3 separate regions of the Mus musculus genome follow, and regions 2 and 3 are each linked to region 1. Evidence: chromatin contacts called from public Hi-C and promoter capture Hi-C data. All regions are on one chromosome and are shown on one strand. Each heading gives the region's core, a stretch centred on a gene start, on an enhancer-like site or on the middle of the called end of the contact. The rest is flanking DNA. Distances are from core to core; before and after follow the strand shown. Region 1 holds the start of Dnajc16 (DnaJ heat shock protein family (Hsp40) member C16). Region 2 holds the start of Mad2l2 (MAD2 mitotic arrest deficient-like 2). Region 3 holds the start of Park7 (Parkinson disease (autosomal recessive, early onset) 7).

What was found. Promoter capture Hi-C pulls out the DNA fragments that hold promoters and counts their contacts. A called contact is a pair of places that touch in the nucleus more often than the background predicts.
Region 2: a contact with region 1 is called in a Hi-C map of B cells, with 6 read pairs. The contact joins the promoter of Mad2l2 here to the promoter of Dnajc16 in region 1. A contact is called at or near these places in 1 of 39 promoter capture datasets (cranial neural crest) and 1 of 484 Hi-C or Micro-C datasets (B cells).
Region 3: a contact with region 1 is called in a promoter capture Hi-C map of pre-B cells. The contact joins the promoter of Park7 here to the promoter of Dnajc16 in region 1.

Annotation. Positions count from the first base shown.
Region 1 is chr4:141,789,175-141,791,961 of GRCm38.p6, reverse strand. Dnajc16 (DnaJ heat shock protein family (Hsp40) member C16) reads left to right here and starts at 1,318. Exons shown (of 15, transcript NM_172338.2): 1 at 1,318-1,372.
Region 2 is chr4:148,139,165-148,141,864 of GRCm38.p6, reverse strand. Mad2l2 (MAD2 mitotic arrest deficient-like 2) reads right to left here and starts at 1,375. Exons shown (of 8, transcript NM_027985.3): 1 at 1,031-1,375; 2 at 832-950. The coding sequence starts at 1,070.
Region 3 is chr4:150,908,382-150,911,234 of GRCm38.p6, reverse strand. It overlaps Park7 (Parkinson disease (autosomal recessive, early onset) 7), which reads left to right and starts at 1,314. Exons shown (of 7, transcript NM_020569.3): 1 at 1,314-1,452; 2 at 2,812-2,853. The coding sequence starts at 2,828.

The DNA of each region.
Region 1 (2,787 bases), core at 69-2,568:
GGGGGGATGACGATGATAGGCTTTAGCTTCATTTTTTATTTATTTTGCAACTAACTATTCAAATATTTACTGGCAGCTTGTACAAACCAAGGTCTGTGCAGACAGTGATACAATGCTGAACAAGAAAAGTGTGAGACTCTACCTGCAGGAGCTTACCTGAAAGAGCTCTACCTGAAAGAGCCCAAAGAACAACGATATACACTAAATGTATAGAAGAGAGAGCCAGGCATGGTAGTGCAGACTTTTAATCCCGGCACTCTTTGAGGAGGCAGAGGCAGGCAGATCTCCTGAGTTTGAGACCACCCTGATTCACCTAGTAAGTTCCAGGCCAGCGAGGATTACACGGTGAGACCCTGTCTCAAAAGCAAACAACAAAAACAGCATGCTAGGTAAGTGTTTTAGAAACCGATTACATAAGAACTCACTCAACACGAGGCATGGAATAGAAAATACATCAAGAGCCCTTGGTCACGGGCGCAAAAAAAAAAAAAAAAAATGTCAGCCTTATTCACCACGCCCTCTTCCCTCGGTTCTTTTGTTTGTTTGTTTGTTTGTTTGTTTGCTTGTTTGTTTGTTTTTTCAAGACAGGGTTTCTCTGTACAGTCCTGGCTGTCCTGGAACTCACTTTGTAGACCAGGCTGGCCTCGAACTCAAATATCCACCTGCCTCTGCCTCCCAAGTGCTGGGATTAAAGGCGTGCGCAACCACGCCCGTCTTTCCCTCAGTTCTTGTCCAAATTCCAGTCTAGAACATCCTTGGGTTGATGTACTGAATTTGGAGCCTTGGATTCTAAGCTTCGGGCAAGTCTTTGGCCCTCTCCGAACTTCAGTATATGAAGAGGTTGAACTAGGAAGAATCCCTAAGGTCGCCTCAAACGCTGACGCTCTAGGATTCTATGAATAGGGTCAAAGTGAACTGGGACCAGCGACTGCGTCCCCGTCCTAGCAACAGTTGCTAGATGTGGGCCATCTTCTGGCAACCAGTGGAAACCCCTCCCCGGTTCCGGGAGGTCTTCCTGGTATCCCGTGATGCATAGCGACTCCGCCTCGCTAGAAGGCACGTTCTGGCCTCGCTAGTCAAGAGCAAGCTTTCAGACCCAGCCAGAGAGCGCTCTCCGTTCCTATAGCAACTGCGCCAGATCCAGGTGCCTACGGTGACCGTCAAGGCCAAAATAGGTTCATCGCGTGTGCGGCCTAAACCGGTCTGTGCGCGCGTCGCAGGCGTGGGGTCTTTAAGTGACACGTGACTGCCCCGGGCCTGGGCCCCGCCTCCTTCCCCTCCCCAGGTTCTCTGGTGTGGACTGGAAGCGCCGGCCCCGGCGGATTCACTGGAGCACGGACGCTGCGGCCGGTTGGGCCGGTGCCCTTTCCCGGTAACTCCTTCCCGGCTTGACGCGCGAGCGTGGCGGGGCCTTGCAAGCTGGGGGATCTCCCGTCAGATCCTCCGCGTCCTCAGCCCGCGCTGGGCCCCGGGGGGCCCCGGGAGCCGACAGGAACCGGGGCGGCGGGGGAGGGGGCCGCCTCCCGGAAGGTCGTAACCCGGGCGGGCGCCCGAGTCGGGACTTGGTCCTGCGGAGCGTCTGGGGAGCCTCCGCCGCCTGCGCTTGGGGACGCCGAGGGCTACCTGTTGGCCAGCGCGTCCCCAATCCTGTGGCCGGCCCCCTGGAGCTGGAGAACGTCAGCCAAAAATTGTCCCCACCTCACCCACTCCCGCAGCAGACACTTCACCCACCCTGCCTGTGGATTCTGCTTAGTAAACCCCTTACCCACTTTACTGTACCCCATCCCCATAAAGATCCTGCTAGGTGCTGGTGTTCAGTCACACCCTATCAGCAAGAACACAGGTTTAGGTCCTAGAATGGTGGTGGACAGCCCCCCACCCCCGCAATCTGATCCCCAATCTGGGTGAGTTTAGCCAGTACCTCAGAACAGGCTGTCTTAAAAGAGAAACAGGAACTGGCTTGCTTGTGGATTTTACTTAGCATGTGTGCAGTTCTAAACAGTGGTCAACTGTTTATAAAGACTCCCAAGCAGGGTTTATGGCTTGCACTTGTCAAAATCCACCCCCCCTGAGTAAGGTGTCAGCCACTGAACCTTACTAAACACTGTGAGGTCAAGATAAATGGACCCATGAAACCAGCATATGGTATAAAAGATCACAGCCCCCTGTGTGAGTGTGTGTATCTCCAGGTCCACGCTATCTCCTTATCAACCAGCCAGGATTATTCCAAAACCCACACTGAGTTCTACCCCTCAGCTGAGTTGTAGTTTAAAACATTTTAAAGCCGTGCCTATTCTTCTAGTCTTTCCTGTTCTCTTTAGATAAGAAACTGGATTCTTAATAATAGCAGACTTCTGAATATTAATGCACAGTTATTTTAAGGTGTTTTACTTTCATGTCTATTTAGTGTCCAGAAATGCCACAATGATCCTAGAATGTAATTTAGTACATGAGAAATCATGATGAGTTTGTGAGCTAATTTGACCCGTTCTCAGCTACTCTGAAGCCAATTATTTTAAGTTTATTGTTATGATAGATGAAATGGTGCATTTGAGATATCCTCTCCTGGATATCCTAGATATATTCTCAGAGTCACCACTTGTTTCAGAGCATTCATTTCCAGTAATTTTAAAAGGACTTTTCTAATCTATTAATCTATTATGACTTGTCTTTTTTTTTTTAATTCATAATAGTTCTTGTGTGTGATATTCAAAAATAGTGGTCTTTTTTGTTTTAAAGATAGGGTCAACTAGATTGACACATTCCCTCTTAAAAAAAAAAAATCTC
Region 2 (2,700 bases), core at 126-2,625, 6.3 Mb before region 1:
ATAATAATAATAATAATAATAATAATAAACAGAGGCTGGAGAGATAGCTCAGAAACTAAAAGCACTGGCCACCGGACCTTCAGAGTCAGATTCCCCCATCTTCCAAATGCCAAGGGTTCCCATGTGTTCTTCCTGCCTCAGTGAACACCCCCAACAAACAGACATAGACACACACACACACAATTAATATAGATCTTAAAAAGTAAAAAGCTAGGTATGGTGGCTCACACCTTTGTTTCCAGCACTAGAGAGACTGAGACAGGAGAATTTCTGTGAGTTTCGGGCTAGCCTGGCCTACATAGTGGAGACTCCACACCAGCCAAGACTAAACAAGGAGACAAATAATTAATCATAATATTCTTTTTGGTTTTTTCCCTTTTTTCTTTCTTTTTTTTTTTTTTTCTTTTTTTCTTTCGAGACAGGGTTTCTCTGTATAGCCCTGGCTGTCCTGGAACTCACTTTGTAGACCAGGCTGGCCTCGAACTCAGAAATCCACCTGCCTCTGCCTCTGCCTCCCAAGTGCTGGGATTAGCGACCACTGCCCGGCTAATAAATATTTTTTTAGAGTTTAGGGAGAATGAAAAGAGAAAGAAGGTGACAGACAATGGGAATCCTCTTTATCCAAACCTCAGAAACCCTTTAAAATGCAAGCTTGGAACAGCTCTCATCCAGAGAGCTAACCATCTAACCCAGAGAATTTATCTGAGTTCAGGGAGGGAAGGGCTGGGTGGTGAGAGACAGGAGGCTGTCCGCTATCAGCCTCTGTTGAGGAGTGAGGAAGCTTGCAAGTAGAATAAAGGTTTTTAAATCCAGCCGGGCACCGGGGCTCACCTGAACCGGCACGTTGTACTTCTTGCGCTTCTGGAAGATGCCCACCGGGTAGACCTCGCGCACATAGAGAATCAGGTGCACGGCCACCTCCAGGAACTCGGAGAGCACGTCAGCCACCACTGTGGTGGGGACACAGCTGATGAGCAGGACTCCAACCAGGATCGCACTCCCTCCACCCCCCGCAGGCTCAGATCCCTACCTTGGCCAAAGTTGAGGTCTTGGCGCGTGAGGGTGGTCATCCTTGGCCGCCTGGGGGAGGGCGTGGAGGGTGTCTGTAGGGACTCAAGGCAACCGACCCCGCACGCGGGAAACGCAGCCCGGTCGGGGGAAGCCCCGCCCCCTGAGCAGCCGGATCCCTCTCGGCGGAAATCCCGCCCTCTCTACGCTCCTCCCCGATTCGCCGGCTCCGGTTTCGACCTCAGGTTCCAATCTACGACCGGGCTATAGAAACCACCGTCTGAGACCCCTAACGCGCTACTCCAGAATCCCCTGGCCTCAGTAACCACCGCGGTGCTCCCGCGGTCCCAGCACAACCATAAGCCACGCCTACCCCGGAGCTGTCCAATCAGAACCTCGCCCTGTTGGGAGAGGCGGGGCAGGCTCGGGGGTGGAGCTTAGGGGCGGAGCCCCGCCTGAGCTACAGGAATCTCCAAGGAACGAGCTAAACCGCCTTTGGATTTCAGGTGGGAGCGATCAAGAGATTTCCATGGCCTCTGCGTATGATCGCTGTGTTTTCTCCTCCCGGACATTTCTCTTTAGTAGTTGCAAGTGAGAACCTGCTGCAAGCACAGCTGGGTACCAAGGGAGGGCAGCGACATCTGCTGCTAGTCCAGCGTCAACGTCCCCGGACTCTTAGCTTGCCCAACCGAAAGCGAATCCGCAGGCTTGGGGGCGGGGACAGGGAACGGTAAGAAGCAACCGAGACGCTCCACCCCGACCCGAAACTCAAGTAACATCGGGGCTTGACCTCCCTAGAGAACTAAGTGTCCCATGGTTTCTTCTCAATAGCTGACCTTTGGAAGCTGCAGCCAGTAGGCGCTGGGCTGGGTGTCTGGGAGTTGACTCAATAAATCTTCAGAATACGTGTGGGTTCCTGGCCGTCTTTTTTTTCTGCGGACGAGCCTAATGAGGACTTGTCTGTGTCGTGAGCAAGCGGAGGGGGCGGGCAGCAGTGCTGCTCCAGGGTCCTTCCTGTAGAGGTACGGACTCAATTCCAGAGGAGTCGAAAGGGCCTCAGATCATTTTAATAGTATGAAAATTATATCCATTATACGGAACCCTTTTATATTACAAACCCTGAATTCTATTTATTTAATGTGCGTAGGTGTTTTGTCTGCATCTATGTCTGGGCAGTATGTGACTGCTTGGTGCAGGTGAAAGCCAAAAGAGGGCGTCAGATCTCCTGAAACTATAGCTACAGATGATTGTGAACCACTATATAGGTGCTACAAATTGAAACCACCATTCACCACCCAGTACCCTACCTCTCACTTCCTCGGGAAGAGCAGCCAGTGGTCTTAACCACTAAGCCATCTCTCCACCTCCCCAAACTCTGATTTATATTAATTCCTTTATTAGCCCTAGGAGCTAAGTATTGCCTTCACAGCCCAACTTTATAGATGTACAATAGGCTCAGGAACGTTCCTTCTTTCACCAAAGCCTCACGGATGCAATATGTTCTGACGCTAGGTGAGAATTCAGCTTAACTCACACCCTTCTGTTTAACTGAAAGAAAATCTGAGGTTAGAGAAATGGTCTGGAGTTAGGGGTGACATGGCAGGCCTAGAAGCCAAGAGAATTTAAAGAAGTGGTTCAATGTGTGGGCTTCAACCCCTTTGGGGTCAAATGACTCTTTCCCAGGGGTGGCAT
Region 3 (2,853 bases), core at 65-2,564, 9.1 Mb before region 1:
TAGCAATTTTTAAGAATTAAACTACTCCTACTGTAAGAATTTCCAGTTTGAAGCTGGGCGTGGTGGCACACGCCTTTAATCCCAGCATTCGGGAGGCAGAGGCAGGCGGATTTCTGAGTTCGAGGCCAGCCTGGTCTACAAAGTGAGTTCCAGGACAGCCAGGGCTACACAGAGAAACCCTGTCTCGAAAAACCAAAAAAAAAAAAAAAAAAAAAAAAAGAATTTCCAGTTTATAAGATTTCCAATATGAACCTATGATGGAGGTCAGCCAATGTATGTGAGGTATTCAATCTCCATATAGGAAGGAAAGCAAGTTTATATCCTGTCGGGGGTTTGTATAAAAAGTACTGAGACTTGCCAAACGAGCTGGCTTTCTCTGAGGTGGGTACAGATAGGACCAGGTGAGGGTGGGTCTCCCTCCTGTAAGCTGAAAGATAACTATTAAAAACTCAGGAGAGAGCCGGTGGGAGGGCTCGACAGGTAAGGGTGCTTGCCACACACCGGAGGATTTGAGTTCCATCCGAGACCTTGTAGTAAAGAAAGAACACACTAAGGCGAGTGGTCTTCTGTGAGTTTCCACGTGCACCCTTTGGCACAGGTTGAGATGCACACACAGTAACTGTCAACCCAGAAGTGTAAAAAGCTGAAATAAAATGAGATAATTAAATAATTTATCTTATCGTAGATGATAGCATTGCTCCAACCCGAGGGTGCAGTAGGACATTTTATTATTTGTGTGCATATGAGTGCAGTGCCCGTGGAGGTCAGAAGATGGCATTAGATCCTCAGGATCCGGAGTTAGGCAGTGGTGAGTCTCCCCAAATGGATGCTGGGAACCGAACCTGGGTCCTTTGCAAAACCAGCAAGAGCTCTTAAAGCTTGACACCGTCCTGTGACCCAGGGGACAGGGTGACCAGGCCTAGCTGGGAGGGACAGGCCTGGGATGACGTGGAACGAAGACTAGCAGGCCAGGGGCAAATAGAGGGGATGTCACAGTAAGGGGCAAGAAAGGCAAACGGTCCACAAAAACCGTAATGTAAGACGGCTTCCAAAAATGACTGAACTTCAGCCTGTGAATTCGCATGTGCTAGGATTACAAGTGTGGGGTTCAGGCTGTAGCCCAGCCAGGCCTCAAACTCGGAACCACTATCAACTTAAACGTCGAAGAGGCAGAGAGGGGCAATTGCGCAGGCGCCCGCAGGGTGGGCGGTACCGTTGTCTGGGGGCGAGATGGTACAAGCGCTGCGCAGCCGCAGTAGCCTCTATTCGCTCCTCCCCCCACCCCCACCCCGGGGCCTGGGCTCAGCCGGACATGACGCAGGCCGAGGCGGAAGCGAGGGGTTGTGCGCAGCCTCAGTGCGGGTGGCGCGCATGCGTGCTGGGTACACGTCGGGTGCGAGGTTCCTGCGGACTAGCGGTGGCTTCGCGTGGGTGGAGGAGGCGCGGCTGCAGGTCAGCGCCCTGGGGCTAGAGGCCGGGCTGTGATCCGCCCGCTGCCCCGGAGGGTCCCGGCTGGGCGGGCTGGGGGCAGCGGCCGCAGTGCATGCCGGGCCAGGCTCTGCACAGCATCCTCCGGGTTGGAGCGAGCGCAGTTACTGGAAGGCTTGACCAAAGTTGTGATGCGTGGGGAGCGTGCAGGGAAAGCACGCGGAAAGTGCCTCCGAGTGGCGGCTAGCTGTTCCCGGCCGCAGCAGGGCTGACCTCCTAAAGAGATAGTCCATCTTTATTAATCATTAGCAGTGTGGTCAGAGATTTAGCACCTTTGGACTCCCCCAACCCGGTCCTGACATTTTAGCAGTTTATTGGAACATCAACAACAAGAACAAAACCTTCGAAATTTACAAGTTGGTTTTTTACCAGTGAAATTGTGGATTTGGGGTTTTTTGTTTTGCTTTGCTTTTTTGTTTTGGTTTGGGTTTTTTGAGACAGGGTTTCTCTGTAACCCTGGCTATCATGGAACTCACGCTGTAGACCAGGCTGGCCTCGAACTCACAGATAGATACTCCTGTCTCTGTCTCTTCCTCCCAAGCGCTGAGACTAAAGGTGTGCGCTCGACTCGCTCCCCCTCCCCTCCCCTTCTCTCTTTCTCTTATTTCTCTTATTCTTTTCCTTCCCTCCCTCCCTCCTTCAGAGTATTTTAAGAAAACCAGCCTCTCCACAGTGTGACTGATATGCAGGGCCCGTTATGTGACCTGTCTTCGTTAGAGATTGGTCCTAAGAAAGCACAGTAAGGGAAAATGCAAAGAATACTAGCACACATTGGCAATCCCACATTTATTATTTTTTTTAAAGGATTTAGATTTTGGTTGGTTGGTGTTTGTTTGTTTGTTTGTTTGTTTTTCGAGACAGGATTTCTCTGTATAGCCCTGGCTGTCCTGGAACTCACTTTGTAGACCAGGCTGGCCTCGAACTCAGAACTCCACCTGCCTCTGCCTCCCGAGTGCTGGGATTAAAGGCATGCAAGGATTTAATTTTGATGTATCAGCATTCTGCTTGCATATATGTATGTGCAGAGGCCAGAAGAGGGCGCTGTATCCCCTGGACCTGGAGATGCAGACAATTGGGAGCAGCCCTGTGGGTGCTGGGAACTAAACCTTGATCCAGTGCTCTTAGCCACAGACTACCCACCCCAGCCACCCTGTTTTCATCCCGGGATTAGAGTGCTGAAACTCTGCCATGTGAACCAGTTTTAATCTAAGCTGCTTGCTTCCATGGATCCCAACCTGTCACACAGAAGTTATTTACTCTGCGTGAACAGATGGTTGTTACAGAGGCAACATTTTGAACACTTTTTTTTCCTGTTTTTTTAAGTCTTTAAGAAATAGAAATGGCTTCCAAAAGAGCTCTGGTCAT